Linked DNA regions of Mus musculus: region 1 is linked to region 2. The links are chromatin contacts, called in public HiChIP or PLAC-seq maps. All regions are on one chromosome and are shown on one strand. Each heading gives the region's core, a stretch centred on a gene start, on an enhancer-like site or on the middle of the called end of the contact. The rest is flanking DNA. Distances are from core to core; before and after follow the strand shown. Region 1 holds the start of Actr3b (ARP3 actin-related protein 3B). Region 2 overlaps Kmt2c (lysine (K)-specific methyltransferase 2C).

The links. HiChIP or PLAC-seq counts read pairs in DNA pulled down with a chosen protein or histone mark.
Region 1: a contact with region 2 is called in an H3K4me3 HiChIP or PLAC-seq map of craniofacial prominence, with 4 times the contacts expected there. The contact joins the promoter of Actr3b here to the enhancer-like site in region 2. A contact is called at or near these places in 6 of 39 promoter capture datasets (the C10 cell line, cranial neural crest, embryonic stem cells and 2 more), 1 of 15 datasets of contacts at CTCF or cohesin (the NIH/3T3 cell line), 3 of 115 datasets of contacts at active chromatin or transcription factors (craniofacial prominence, embryonic forebrain and forebrain) and 1 of 9 other capture datasets (embryonic stem cells).

What each region holds. Positions count from the first base shown.
Region 1 is chr5:25,757,835-25,761,568 of GRCm38.p6, reverse strand. Actr3b (ARP3 actin-related protein 3B) reads right to left here and starts at 1,596. Exons shown (of 12, transcript NM_001004365.2): 1 at 1,441-1,596. The coding sequence starts at 1,484.
Region 2 is chr5:25,469,765-25,473,815 of GRCm38.p6, reverse strand. All of the region lies in intron 1 of Kmt2c (lysine (K)-specific methyltransferase 2C), which reads left to right. Among named protein-coding and RNA genes, the nearest start is that of Kmt2c, 27 kb to the left of the region's middle. Within about 2 kb of position 1,480, at least 58 of the 459 cell types and tissues checked have an H3K27ac peak or open chromatin away from gene starts, as enhancers often do. A contact at or near this core is called in craniofacial prominence and forebrain, where this site is marked.

The sequences.
Region 1 (3,734 bases), core at 347-2,846, 290 kb before region 2:
GTCAGCTTACTAATAAGAAATACAGCACAGATGGCCCAGGGAGTGCTGCTTTACTGTTAACACTGCGCAGAGAGAGCTTCAAGTCTCAGCAGTTTAGGCAACACAAAGCCAAAGTTCTCACATGCAGACATTAACATAAAAACAATGTTTACATATTGCCCTCATTGCTGACACTTCCAGACTGAAGGGAGTGGCAGATAGAGTGAGACAGTAAGGGGAGCCAACACATGGGGGAATGGTCCACAAGAGCCATACTGATTTGAGCAAGTCTAGGGAAGTCAGCAACTTCTCAAATACAGGGCAACAAAACTTCTCTATAACGTTTATTTCCAAAAGAAAAATTAGCAGAAATAGAACATGTTTTCCAGTCTGTAACCACTGCTGGTTCCGGAGCAACAAAAGGAAAGACACATCAGTAGGAGATGGACTGTAGCAAATTAGAAGACACCCCCACAAGGTTGTCAAGGAAACCAAACCAAGTATATTTTTCTACAGGAAAGAATTGCAAGAGAACATGCCACAGACTATTCGGTGACAAAGGATTACCATCCCTTGAAAAACATTTTAAGAGGCTAAATTTATTTGCAAGCTATTTATGAAGTACTTTGTCAGCAATGCCAGCAGGTACTCCCAAACTCCCAGGTTGGAGGTTTGGCTGCCACCTTCCTAAAATTAGCTAAGCCTGACAGCATAAGCCATTCTTAAGGTCTCTTCTGAAAAATTAACATCTTCAAAAAAGAAAAGAGTTATCTACTTCCCCAAAAAGGAGAGGGCTGTTTTTTTTTCAAAATGTTAGTCTTTTTTTAATGTGTGTGTGTGTGTGTGTGTGTGTGTGTGTGTGTGTGTGTGTGTTTTAAGAGCAAAGATAAGTGTATGCAAACCAAAGCAGGAGCTGGGCTAGGCTGTGCCATTTCAGAGTGGAAAAGAGCAGAGTGGGAAAGGGGACTGGGTGTCAAGTTGACATGGCACGTGTAAACATCTCCACGAGTAGGTGGTTGGTACATCAGTAGGGAAAGGTGACACGCGCGCGCGCGTGAGTGCACAGGATGAGGACAGGTGACAAGCACCCCGGGGATGGGGGGGAGAGGAACTACTCTGAGCTCTCAGGTGCAAGCCCTGCAGAGAAAGTATCTGCAGCAACATCCCGGCAAGGTGCAGCCCACCCGGTAACCCCGCAGCCTCATGCCCTCAGCACCCCATCTTCTCAGAGCCACATCCCTTAACTCTCTAAGCCCTCAGATTGAGCTCCGTCCCCCAGCTCCCACCCCACCTAAGCTCTATCCCTCAAACTCCCCAACCCCTCAGACTGAGCTCTGTCCCTCAGCACACCATCCCTCCGTGCACCATCCCTCCGCGCTCCTCCTGCCGTCTGACCCCGCGGGGAAATGGCTCCAGGACGCCCAGCGAAGCGTGAGTGGGCGCGTGGGGCGCGGCTCTTACCCGGTGCCGCAGTCAACCACGCAGGGAGGCAGCGAGCCCGCCATGCTCGGCCACGAGGCGCTCCGTCCCCACCAGCCCCAGCGTGCCCCTGGGTGCCCAGTGCCAAGGTGCCGGGTCGCAGGCAGCGCCGCTCCCCACCCAGGAGCTGCCGGGAGCCCAGAGGCTCTGCCTCGTGACGTCACTCTACAGTTGGCCAATCGGGGACGCGCACGCTCCGCCCTCTTGTCAGCCATCCTTAGTGCTGGCAGCCCGGCGTTTTAGCCTATGCATCTATCCTGCAGTGGAAGAGATTGGAGTCTATTTTTAACATGCATAAGGTGACTATGACCCCATTTGCGAGGCCTGAATTCTTTCTCTTCTCTCCTTTTTACAAATTGCAATTTTGTTTTGTTATGTTTTGTTTTCGAAACAGGGTTTCTCTGTGTAGCCCATACTGCCCTGGAACTCTTTCGGTAGGTAGTTCAGGCTAGCCCCACTTGCCTCTGCCTCCCTAGTGCTGGGATCAAAGGTGTGCCCCACCACTGCCGGCTTATCTAGCTGCAATTTTTTTTAAAGATTATTGGCTGTGTGTCTATCTGTCGCTATGTCTGCTGGTGTGTGCATGTATGTAAGAGCAGGTGCTCTTGGAAGCCAGAGGCTTAGGATCCCATGCAGCTGAAGTTATAGACAGCTGTGAATGGGCACCAGGAATCTGAATTGGGTCTCCCGGAAGAGCAGCAAGTGCTCTTCGCTGAGCCATCTCTCCAGCCCCTTTCTCCTCTTAATTCTCACTTCAATGTTCACTTTATTCTCTACCCCAACAATCTCTTGATTTTATTTCTAACACTTAAAGCTAGTTTGGGTACTTATTAGTAGATGTTCACCTCTCCTGAATTATAGGTTCTCCTAGGGCAGGGCTTCATGCTTAACACATTTGGTGCTCCGATAAAAATCACCTGAATGTTGAACGAATAAATAACCTTCACTGTAGAAAAATACTTATGACTTTCTATGATAGAGCACTGCATAATGTATCCTGGGAGAAAATCAACATATGCATAATTAGGCTTAAGGAATAAATGACCTTAGTCAATGCCACATCAATATTACTAGGAAATATTTTCTAATATCAAAGATAGGGTGATTATCCAGCATCATTGTGGAAAGGAGACTTAAGAAGGAAAACACCTACCTACTGGAAACCCCACTTGCACCCTAAATGTTAGCCTCTAAAGTTCTTGACTGTGATGCCAAAGGAACTTTCTAGAGATGTATTAATTCACTTGGTCTTTACTGGGACTTAAAGCATTGTGGATTTTCCACAGGAGAAGAATTAGATTAGTTGACCATTCTTGGGTAATTCTTTTTTTTTTTAAGATTTATTTATTTATTATATGTAAGTACACTGTAGCTGTCTTCAGACACACCAGAAGAAGGTGTCAGATCTCATTACGGGTGGTTGTGAGCCACCATGTGGTTGCTGGGATTTGAACTCGGGACCTTTGGAAAAGCAGTCAGTGCTCATACTGGTTGAGCCATCTTGCCAGCCCTTGGGTAATTCTTTCTTTCTTTCTTTTTTCCTGCATGCAAGGGAGCAAATAATCCTAAACCTAAAACAATATTCAGGGGAACTAGAGAGAGAAACAGAAGACAGATAAAGAGGATGGAAGCTCCCAAATGGGACCCAGAACTAGAAGCAAGATATCTTTCCTTCCGTGCATGTTACCAATGCCCTGCCCATTTCGATTGTCTGTCAGTCGGTCTGTTTTTGAAGCCTGGACCAAAGCAACAAAGACCCCACTACAGGCTGTTGGCAATGCCCTGTACTTTAGCATCATTTACTTAATGTACACTTATTATATTGGTCATGCTTTAACAGTGTGAGTGATGATTAATAATGATGTCAAGTCAACAGGACCTAGAACACCTAGAAGCAAACATGCCTGTGAGGGAGTTTCCACATTGTGTTAATTGAGGTGGAAGACCCACCCTAAATGTGGTTGTGGCCCCAGGGAAAATAGGGGAGAGGAGGTTGGCTGAGAAGGGGCACTCATCTTTGCTGACTGCAAGCACAGTGTGGCCAGGGGTCCCATACCTCTTTTGCCATAGCAAGGATGCCATGCTCAAACTGCAAGCCAATTAACACTTCCTTGATATTGCCTTTGCCAGGTGTTTTGTTAAAGCAACAAAAGTAAAATACAAACAGTAAGCAAGTTGTTCACAGGATCTGGCCCTAGAACAGTGGTTCTCAAACATTTCTAATGCTGTGACCCTTTAATACAGATCCTCATCTTGCCACGCCCCCAACCATAAAA
Region 2 (4,051 bases), core at 231-2,730:
GCTGGTTTTGAACCTAGAGATGCACTTGCCCCTCTACTTAGGTAATTTTAGGATTAATGGTATGTGTAACCACACTCCACCACCAGTTTCTATTTCTATTAAAACCTTTCTTTTTTTTTTTGTAATATACTTGTTTTAGATGACTAGTGTAAATTTATTTAACTAGGAAAAAAGTCTTTTGATTCAAACTTGTAGGATTTTATTTTTATTTAAGAATGATTATGTCACATGGAAAGAAGGAGTATAAAGTTTTGCATTGTGTTTTCTGAACACATTAAAATAATTTCCCAGTTCATTGTAGATGTTTCTTTGGGATGACATTTTAATTTTTTTCATAATAATAAAAATAGGTTTTTTTTTGTTTTTTGTTTTTTTTTGCAGTGGCTTTCATATAACTCAAAGCCTGGTTTGTCCTGGGCCTATTCTCTATGTATTATAAGCATCTGTCAGTACAGTTAGTGGCTCTATAGCAGTCTGCTTGCTGTCTTGGTTTTGTCTTAAATCTTAACTCCTTGGATTTTATTATTCTGAAGTTCTGTGAGATAATTGCAATGTTTTAGATGAGAATATTTTTGTGGAAAGTGATGATAGTCTGTAGGAGTGAGGGTTCTGAGTGGTTGGATGGTTCAGAGTCCTGCACCAAATGAAGACAATTCTTACCTGGCATGCGTGGGAGGTTAGAGCCTGACCCCAAATCTTTAAAACTTTCCTTTATTTTAAAAGAATTTGGTACTATAAGACATGATTACTTTATTTAAGTCATAATTTAAGCTAGTTTATTAGATATTAGAGCAACAAAAGCAGACAATATCAGGTTTCTTTTTCCTTCCCCCTTTTTTCTTGGTATCAGTGCTAGGAGCAATAAAACATTTGGCCAGCTTCATTAAGGATAAGAAAGGTGGAAAAACTGTTTATTGAACAGAAGGATAATTGTTGTAGTTGTAGATGTTTGTTTTAAAGCTTGGAAAAGTATGCTTTTTTCCCCAAACCTTTTATTTAACAACATGATAAATATCTATAGATAAGAGGGAGAAGAAAAAGCTAGTTATAGAATTTTAGACTTTTAAAGTGAAAAGCTTCCACTGTTAACTGGAAGAGTCTGCTGTAGCAGAGTAAAACCCTAGCGGGGGTGTTTGTGGTACAAATCAAAGATCACTTTGAATTTCTCACTTCATAATAGTGGATTGGGAAGAATTTACTGAAGGGGTTAAGCTCAGTAAAGTGCTCACTTGGTGAAGCGAGATGATGGAAAGATGTAGTTGTTTCCCTTTTTTTTTTTTTTTTTTTTAATGTCCTGGACTTCCAACAAACTTCTTTAGTTTAAATATTATAAAACCATAAGCTGCACTTCTTGGTTTGTTTTGATTTAAACAGCAGAGAGGGAAAGAACATGGTTAGCAAAGAGTTAATAACCAAGCAGGCAGTCTCTGCTGGCTTCTTAGAAGTAGGATTCCAGATCTGGGCTTTAGAGGAATCCATTCCACTTTTTTTAGGTGGCTGTTGTCTGTCGGATCTACTTTCTTTAATGGAGCTTCCTTCAATCTATCCCCTCCTCTTTCTTATTATTATTTTCTCCCTCCCAACCTCCCTCACTCCCTTTGCCTCTCTCTTCCTCCCCTTTCCTCTCCGAGTGTGGAGTGTGCTCGTGCACACGCGTGTGCCCTGCCCCTTGTATGTGTATTCGGATTCTCATAGCTGTAGGGTAACTTGTCAGAGCATTGCTAGGAGACTTTTTAAATTTTAAATTTTTTGTTTTTGTGAGACAGGGTCTCTCTATTTAGTCTTGGCTGACTTGGAACTTGGAATATTTAGACTAAGCTGAACTTGAACTCAGGATCTTCCTGCCTCTGCCTTCTGGATGCAGGGATTAAAGGGGTCTTAATAGCTATGTATTTATCAAACATTTTATTTATATATTTAAAATTTTTATTTACTTTTATGTGCCTGCATGTATGTCTGTGTGAAGATGCCAGATCCCCTGGAACTGGAGTTACTGAGCTAGGAATTGAATCTGGGTCCTCTGGAAGAGCAGCCAGTACTTTGCTAACTGTTAAGCCATGCCTGTTTTATCTTTTCTTGTGTTGCTGCTGCTCCTGCTGCTGCTGTGGGACAAGCTTGGTAGGAGTTAATGGAGAGCCTGCCTTATTATGCTGGAAGATGATGCTGAAAGTTTTCTTCTCAAGTGGTATTAGATTGGCTGGGTTATGTGATTAATCTTTCTGGTTATTTAATTTTTTTTGAGACATGGTTTTATATATCCCATGCTGGCCTTGAACTCATTGTTTAGCCAAGGCTGGCATCAAAATTTGTTACCTTAATGCATCAACCTTTTGATTGCTATTGGGATTACAGGCATTCATCACTAAGTTCAGCCCTCAATTCCAATTATGGATGAGGTATGTGTGTATATGTACTTCTGGGGCTGGAGAGATGCCTCAGCAGTCAAGAGCACTTGCTGTTTTTCCAGAGGACCAGGGCTTGATTGCTAGCACCCACGTGGAGGTTCACTACTGTCTTTAATGCTAATCCCAGGGTCGTCTTCTGGCTATACAGACAATGTATATACATGGTACATAAAGTGAAAAGACCCAAAAGGTATACATTTATTTAGAACATAAATAGTAATGTAGCACAGTCACACAACATTTATAAAAATGTTATATCATTTTGAGTTATATCATCAAAAGCTTAAGGATTTTCAGCAGTTTTACTGATGAGCATTTGGTTCTGTTAAACTGCAATAACAAAGACAGTTCTCTTGAGCCTCCTGTTTGTGTCTCCCAAGTGCTTTAAGCAGTCCACCAAGTGAACTATCCCTAGTCCCAGGATTTGTGTCTTTTTAAAATATTTTTTAAATTTAAAAAATTTTTATAAAGCCAACACAATAGATACTAGAAATGTATGTATGTATGTATGTATGTATGTATGTAGACAGGGTTTCAATGTTTGCCACATGCTGGAACTTGCTATGTAGACCACTCTGGTCCCAAACTCAGGATAGGAAGTGTTGTTAAGCGGAGCCACCTCTCATGCTCTATGTACACACACACTCTCTCTCTTTAAGATTTATATCTCTTATTTATGAGTACACTGTAGCTGTCTGTCTTCAGACACATCAGAAGAGAGCATTGGATCCCATTGCAGATGGTTGTGAGCCACCACTTGGTTGCTGGGAATTGAACTCAGGACCTCTGGAAGAGTAGTCAGTGCTCTTAACCCCTGAGACATCTTCCCAGCCCCATATATTCTCTTTTACAGTAAAATTTGTGAGGCAATATAGAGGGCTGTTAGTCTGTTCTCAGGTGGCATTAGTTGTGTGTGTGTGTGTGTGTGTGTGTGTGTGTGTGTACACATGTATATATGGACATGTGTATAGATATGGGAATACCCCCATGTAGAGGACAACTTTCTACTTTGTTTGAGACAGAATCTCATTTGTTATTTGCTCTGAATAAACTAAGCTAGCTGGCCCATGAGCTTCCAGGAATTCTGTCTCCTATCTACTAGATGAACAGTTGTACTTGACTTTGACATGGGTTCTAGAGTTTTTAACTCAGGTCCTAATACTTGTATGTCAGTTGCTTCACTGATCCTTTTTCTAGCCTCTCTACCTCATTTTTGAGACAGGTACTGAACCTGAAGCTCAGTGATTTAGCTAGACTGGCCGGCCAGCAAGCTCTGGGGTCCTCCTCTCTGCTTTCGCAGCCTTGGGATTTCAGACACACTACTACCCCACTGGACAAGCACGTGAACAACTGAACTATTATTCCAGATTTACTAGTTACATTTCTCCACCATATAAAACCTTGCAATATGTTATTTACAAAAATGAATTTAAAGTGGTGGTGGTACATGCCCATAGTCCTAGTACTTGGAAAGTAGAGGCAGGTGGATCTCTGAGTTTGAGGCCAGCCTAATCTACAGATCAGATCAAGTTTCAGGACAGCCAGGGCTACACAGAGAAGCCCTGTCTCCAAAAAACCAAGAACCACCCCCAATTTTTTTTTTTATTGTACCTTGAAACATGCATACATGCATAAACTTAGCTTGG